2 separate regions of the Gasterosteus aculeatus genome follow, and region 1 is linked to region 2. The links are chromatin contacts, called in public Hi-C maps. All regions are on one chromosome and are shown on one strand. Each heading gives the region's core, a stretch centred on a gene start, on an enhancer-like site or on the middle of the called end of the contact. The rest is flanking DNA. Distances are from core to core; before and after follow the strand shown. Region 1 holds the start of LOC120810392 (soluble guanylate cyclase 88E-like). Region 2 holds the start of LOC120811031 (cortexin-3).

What was found. A called contact is a pair of places that touch in the nucleus more often than the background predicts.
Region 1: a Hi-C map of skeletal muscle shows a contact between it and region 2, with 4 times the contacts expected there. The contact joins the promoter of LOC120810392 here to the promoter of LOC120811031 in region 2. A contact is called at or near these places in 4 of 6 Hi-C or Micro-C datasets (skeletal muscle, tail fin and whole body).

What each region holds. Positions count from the first base shown.
Region 1 is chr20:3,691,802-3,695,714 of fGasAcu3.hap1.1, forward strand. LOC120810392 (soluble guanylate cyclase 88E-like) reads left to right here and starts at 1,370. Exons shown (of 17, transcript XM_078094525.1): 1 at 1,370-1,479; 2 at 1,728-1,904; 3 at 2,000-2,132; 4 at 2,338-2,512; 5 at 2,671-2,762; 6 at 3,420-3,677; 7 at 3,754-3,874. The coding sequence starts at 1,777.
Region 2 is chr20:3,469,515-3,473,261 of fGasAcu3.hap1.1, forward strand. It overlaps LOC120811031 (cortexin-3), which reads right to left and starts at 2,126. Exons shown (of 2, transcript XM_040166113.2): 1 at 1,866-2,126.

The sequences.
Region 1 (3,913 bases), core at 120-2,619, 220 kb after region 2:
CTCCTTTTCGACAAAGCCGCACCTCTCTCTCTCTCTCTCTCTTTGTGGGGAGGAAGCCGGGGTGTGACAGCTTTAATGAAAGCGTCCGCAGCATCTGGGTGGAGTCGTGTGGTGTTGGCACCATCAGCATATTGTTTTCTCCCTCTGCCTCCCCCCCACACACACACACACACACACACACCGCTAAGAGGCGAGTGCAGGCCGTTATAAGGCAGGCGGCAGCAACACCTGGACGACGGGAGGAAATGAAGGGGGGAGGAAATGAAGGGGGGAGGAGGGAGGAAATGAAGGAGGGAGGAGGACAGGAGACACAGAAACAGAGGGCGGCTCATTATCGCTCAGAGGCCTTTGGTTCACCGGTGGAGTGGGTGGAGGGAAAGATTAATTCTGGCTGACAGTGTTTTAATAATTAGGCCTCTACTTGACAGACGTGAGCCTCCTCACCTTCCAGATTAGGATTTAAATATAAAGAAGAGGTGAAAGTCATTGTTCTGGGAAATCTGGGATAATTTCCACAAATGTCATGAAATAACCGAATGTCTGATCTTCCCTGTCCGGCGTCTAACGAGGACGCCCGAGTGACTCACTCCTTTTCATTTCTAAGCTCATTCACTGCAGAGGAAACATTGGACCAATCAGTAGCAAGGGTGTGTTAACAGTGCCCCCTTGTGTTGACAGAAGCAGTGGCTTCACTGTGTGCACACATGTATGAGTAAACACACACACACACACACACACACACACACGTCACCCCACAGACGCATTGACGGAGCCCCGCTTGTTGAAAAGAGCTGCAGCTCTTGTTTGACCACATGCCGGGTTTTTTGATGACTTTTTATTTTCCAAATGCAAGAGTAGCTCCTGCAGGTCAAAACAAACACAAGGACTCGAGTAAAAAAAAAAGAAAAAAAACACAAATGTTGTTGCATGTTCAGTCCCTCAGTGATCACGGAAATGATCGAGTCAGCTTCATGCAAAACCGTCCAAACGCCAATCTGAACACAATGTGCGCCAGTCGGCTGTGCACCTGACTGTGATTATGCAAATGTGGGGTAATTAGCCTGAGAAACCCGCTAGCCCTAATGAGCTGTTGTAAGAGAGCACAGGATAATTTGGGGTAATGCGCCTCACATTGAGCACCGAGGTTTAAATAATAATAAATGAGTGTATTTAAGAACTCCCTCATACAGTGACAGCCACTCACAAACTCCATCTCCATTAAAATGCATCACCAACGACGCCCAGTATGTTTGACAGTCCCCAAACGCAGAGTCTACATTTATTTTTCTTCTCCTTTTATTTCCTGCTACCTGCCACAAACATGCCTCGGCGCTGCTATTCTGGCCCCGTATCACCTATTGACCTGACAAGCAAGTGTCACACATGTCAGCTGCAGGTGGAAACTCTCTGCAGGGAGCCATTCTGCGGCGCTGGCTGGCTCAGTTGGAGACCAAATTATCACCGTACAGAGGACTGCATGTAAGTGGACTCTTTTCACACCTTTTCTGCCTCCCAATTTTAGCTTTTTCTTTGACTGTTTTTTTGCTGTAGTCACTGGTGCGCTAATCCCAGGTTCCTGGAGTGGCTTCCGTTCGCCACGATGGTCGAGACGTTTTACAGCGAGCGGCTTCTCAAACGCTTCTCTTCTCTTTAAACTGCCGACACAAACAAAGACGAGTTTAACCAGCCGTTCGGATCCCTCGTTTCTTCCCGTTGTCTCTCCTCAGTTGAGCAGTTAACCAAGGAATCAATCTGGAGGTCTCCAACCCCCTTAAGATGTACGGCCTGTACCTAGAAGCAGTGAACGATTACATCAATGAATCCTATGGGGAGGACGTGTGGCGGCTGATCGAGAACCGGGCGGAGATCCCCCACCTCAAGTTCAACCGCCATCAGATGTACAAGTAGGTTTTTCACGTCGATAACTACGTTATGGTGCGCTGTGTTTGACCCGTTGTCCCAAAAACGAACCACCGCCTTTCCATGTCTGCTTTAAAAGCGACAACCTGATCCTGCGGCTGGCGAAGGCGGCGGGGGAGGTTCTGGGAAAGACCCACGACGAGCTGATGTACGCCTTCGGGGTCTATATGGTCAAGAGGATTGGGAACTACGGGTATGAGCGGATCCTGAAGGTGACAGAGCGCCTCATCGTGTTGTCGTTGTACATCAGGGTTGCACAAACAAAATGCGGATTGTAGTCCTGTTTTGCTAAACTGTATTGGACTAAAATGTATATTTAAACAAAATACATCCGTATCTGCTGCGGCGTTTTCATAAATTATAAACATCTGTCGTTTGCAATTCAAAGGCCGATTCCGTCTCTCTGGTCTTTTTAAGGTTTTGGGGCGAAACGTGCGCGACTTCATCAACGAGCTGGACAACCTGCACGAGTACTTTCGCTTCTCCTTCCCCAAAGTGCAGCCGCCGAGCTTCTGCGTGGAGGAGGAGTGCGAGACGAGCCTCACGCTGCACTACCGCAGCACCCGCAAGGGCTTCACGCAGTTCGTCAAAGGTAACGGCCCGTTGCATGCTGGGGAAACGGCTCCCGCCTCATGGACCGGAGTGTGGTGGAGTTACAAAGCAAAGTGGTTGATTCCGTGCTGGAGCTCACACGAGCCCACGGTGACGGAGACTTGACCTCCACACATCCGCTCCGTCTCCTCCCTGCAGGGCAGCTCTCTCAAGTGGGACGGCAGTTCTACAACACGGACATCGAAGTGGAAATCCTGTCCAAAGAGGAGACGGAGAAAATGACGTATGTGGTAGGTACTCGGGGGGGGGGGCGCGGATGTCGAGCCGACCTCGCCCTCCCCCGCCACCACGGTGCTACCGGCACGGGGGGAAAGGTCTCCACCGCCTCCCACGAGACGCCGGGGCCGGGTTCTTCTTTCCCCTCAAACAGGAAGTGTTTATTGAATGGAGTTAAGGGGCCTTCATGAATGACCCATTAGATTCGCTTTATAGAAGGTTAGAAGTTGAAATTTAATCTAAAAATGTAAATAATAATGTAATAATAATAATCTAAATAAAGATGCTGGAACTCCCAAATGTTGTCCTATTGATGACCGATAAACTTAGTAGACGAAATTGCCGTTATTTCATTTTGTAGCCAATCGGCGCGTAATGAGTTTGTCTTCAGTCTGATTGAAGCTTTAGTAACTAATTCTGATGAAAAGCTTAATGTCGACTGACAAACATTTTATTCAAGCATAATATCACAAAGATTTGTTCAGCCCTCAGGGACAAAAAGCACATGACAAAAAGCTCCACGTGAGTAATAGAGATCAAAAGCTCAAAGTTATATTTTGAATCATTTCCTAAATTGCAGTTTTTGTCGCTCAGACCGGCGCCGAAACCTCTGCACGGACTGCTCTCATGTTTCAAAAGGTTTTTAAATGAACTCCACGCTGCCTCTCCAGGTTTACAAGATGAACTTTGACAACGCCGCCTTCAAACACCGCATGCCGCAGCAGAGGACGGCGCCGGGCTACGAGAAGCTGCCCATGAAGCGCGGCATCTTTTTTGTCATGTTCCCCTTCAGCGTCATCTTCCGCCGCGACATGACCATGTACCGCATCGGCGACGGCCTCAAAGAGGTCTTCTCCGACCTCCAGGGCAAGAAGGTCGACGAGGAGTTCACCCTGATCAGACCCATGCTGGAGTTCAGCTGGGAGAACGTGAGTCCGCTCTCAGTGATGCATACTGAAAGGCTGCAAAGGGTCTTGTTTTTAATCGCTGCCTCCTCCTCGTCAGATCTACACCCATTTGAACAATGTGTTCGAGCTGCTGTCTAAAGCGGTGGTGGAGAGCAAGCAGAAAGTCAACATCACGACGTCCCAGGAGGAGAACGAGAAGGCGCGGGAAGAAGAAAGAGGTGCCGGCCTTTACATTTCAATCATTTCAGATGCATTAT
Region 2 (3,747 bases), core at 876-3,375:
AGAAATGTTTGCATAACCCAGACTCTATTTTTTTCAGATCTCGTGCTTCGGTCACGCTGAGATCCGTCAGAGAGACTGACAATAGCTTGAGGGGGAGGGAGGTGGGAGGGCGGGGGGAGGGAGGGGGTCACGACGGTCAGAGGATCCGTCTCCGTAGGCCACTCTCAGGAGAGAGACAACGAGAGCAGCCTTCAGTCCTGCCTCGCCGATCGGCATCCTGTGATCCATCACACTTAAAATGACTACAGAAATGATATTTCACAGCTGCGATTCGTTGCCCTCTTTGTGAGAAATGTTAACAAAAAGGGACGGTTTATCTTTGTGTGTCACCCCCCCCCCACCATCATGTCACATCACAACCTCGTCTTGTTGTCAACCAGAGACACGGCGGCGTTTGAGCATCGGCACTTAGTGCCGGAGAGGAATCTGCTCGTCTGCCAACAGGTTACACAACGTTCTTCAAAGCGTCCACCACAGCTTCAAACGCACTAAGTGCTCAGGAGTTAAGAGCTTTTCCTCGACAGTCTCACGCAGAGATATGCTCAGTATAAGCTTTTAATGCCTCAGCAAGTTTCAGAGGAGATCTCACTTTTCAAAATGAGATCTCCGCCGTTTCAAGAAGGTCATGTTATCCGTCCGCTTTGATCATCAGCTGCTACATTTTGTAGAAGGAAAAAAAAAAAAAAATCACTCCCGGAGCCTTGAAAATACCCTTCAGATGGCAGAAATATGCACACACACGGGATGTGATTTTTCAGAAAGTGACCTGCATAATGTGCAACAAGGTGCATCGGCGAGGAGACGAGATGAAACATTATCCGGCACTGAGAGTCAAAATCAACTGAGTGAGTGTGACACAGACACAGACATTTGGAAATGAAGCAGATTATGTTGAAAAGTTGATTTTACCTGCTGCAGGCCTCTGTGTGTGTGTGTGTGTGTGTGTGAGATGACTATGACTAATGGAGAATTCAAAATGCATCAGAGCAGGTGAAATGAAATGGTTGAGGGGGATTATGGGACTTCATTTTCCAGCACGGCGTCAATCACTTCTCAACACAAAATGTCCGGCATTATTAAGTGACGGCCGAGGCAACAGTTGAACAGTCTTTTTGAACCTGACATGGTACAAATATTTAATACAATAATTCATTATCAAAAAAGAGGGAAATATATGTGCAAATGATATGACGATATATTGCATTTGTTTCATTGTGTTATATTTCACTGCACGTACTGTTTGTGTTTGCAACCAAACAAACCAACACATGCACATCTTTTGATAACAAACACAGTGACACCGCGAGAATTGGAAAATTGTAAATGAAGCATGTAATTACGAGCATTACATGCAAATATTCATGCTATGATTGAAACGATAACTGCCGACAAAAGAGGAAAAAGGGCTTTACAAATGTACTGAATCTGAAAAAAGCAAAGACGTGCATGCAATAAATGTGAAAATGCAACAGAGTGGAGCGTGAGTGCTCATGATGTGTGAGTAAAAGGTGGACGCACCCGCAGCCTCAACGCACGACACAAAAAAAAGCTCCACAACAATTCAACGCAAAATAAGGAGCCGCCATTTAAATCCACCTGCTCGTTTTCTGTCCGGTGTATACTGGCATAACTGGGGGCACATCATTGTCTAAAGAGAGCCGGAACCCCCCATCTGCACACGTGGCTGCATCAAAAACGGCCCCTGTGCGTCTGTCGGGGACCTTCCACGCCTTCAACGCAACAAAAATGTATGTATGAAAAATCAAACCATGACATGAACATGTTTCAGGGGGGGAGGAAAATGAAAATTGCTCCCAGCTGAATCACCCGGATGGATGCAAGTGCCCGAGTCTGTAAACACTAACCTGTTGGTGTGAGGGGGTGGGGAGGGGGGGACTCGGGGAGTCTCCGTCAGCGGTGGCTCTCCATCCTGGTAGATCCGACGATGCTGTCTTCAGACTCGGAATTCACAACAGCGGCTGCTCTCCCGGCTCCTCACTTCAGAACGTGCGGACCAGCAGCTCCCCCTCGGCGGGTTGTTCTCCGTGTTGGCGGACTCTTCTCCCTCCGCTGCTGCGCTGGTTTGTGCCTCCTGGTCCTGACGCGCCGCGCATCCCCGCAGACACACGCAGGCAGAGCGGATGTAGTGGGTACCCCGTCGCTACTGACAACCTGTTGCCATGGCAATCCTCCAGGAAGGCGACTGTGTGTGCTGGCGAGTGGTTAAAGGGGAAAGGTGTGGCCCTGCCGGCTTTAATGTCGTTTAATGCACATTTATAGTGATATAATTTATGATGTAAACAATGAAATTTGATAAAATTGTTTAAAATGTTTTTAAATGAATGTGTTAAATTTGGGGTTGTGGCTCAATCAAAGTAATTGAAAGAAAATCTTCATATTTACATATACACATACATACATATGTATATATAAATACATATATGTATATATGCATACATACAAGTATATGTATGTATGAATATATAAAATATAAATGAATAAATGTGTGTGTGTATTTATAACCATGAATATCCATAAGTAATTAAATATGCACAGAGAGACCATACTGATATTAAATGATGCTCTTATTTCAATGATGTAATTTGATGATGAAGACACATTATCATAATACAATCTAAAACATGTATAAAAGAGACTTTATAACAAAGTATATGCAGGTAAGATGTGCACAGCCAGTGCATCAACACAGACGTTGCTGCATATTGGACCACCAGCTCTGGAGGAGAGCAGCCTTTATGCTGAAGGTGAACATCTCCAGCATGCAGTAAACACTCCCGTGTGTTTATTTTTTTATGTTTCAGCCTCAGATTCTTTTCCGTCTCATTCTGACAGATGCAAATCCCCTGAGAGGTCCGGGAGGAGGCGAGGAGGTCAGAGAGTGACTGTGCAGAGCAGTTCGTGGGGAGGGAGGAGAATCTCAGGTTACATAATATCCTCAGTCAAACGCTTTGCAGGGTCGCCACTTGGTGGAGGCCAGTGAGGACTGCAGACAAAGACATATTGATTCATTTTATTTAAGACAGTGGAATGCATCACTGACAAGTATCCGGATGTCTTGAACTTTTTATCCATGCACCCAGATATTGCTTTTAATTGTGGGTGAGTGTGTGGTTTGATGGAAAGATTGACACCACTATCTACAGGAAATAGGACATTTTAAACAGAATCCCTTAATTGTATTATTTAAAAGCTGTTTTACGAATTTGATAGTTAATTGTACGAAACATAAATGTATTATATGTGTTTGGTCCTTAGTGGGCAGCTTGATTCTGGGTGGAATTCCTGCTTAAACTGACCTGTCAGTATACATGTATATATATATATATATATATATATATATATATATATATATATATATATATATATATATATATATATATATATATATACATATATATATATATATATATATGTGGACATTGCGAGTGTGAACAGTACAGGTGAAACAGTACAGTGGAAACCAGTTCCAAATCGTTAAATAGATCCCAAATCACGAGCTTCGGGGTCTGGACATTTTGGTGGCATCTTCAAAAGGACTTTGTGTCACTTGTTCTCAGACTAATATCTTCTTACTTGAAGGGCAGAAAAAAGGAGTTTGACACAAAATTATATGCACTTTACTTGACATACAACTAGAATATCCAACCTTTTCTTCCTACATGACATCTGTTTAAAAGTTCCTATCTGAATGAGGTCAAAAAAGTCAAATCAAACTTTAGGACATGA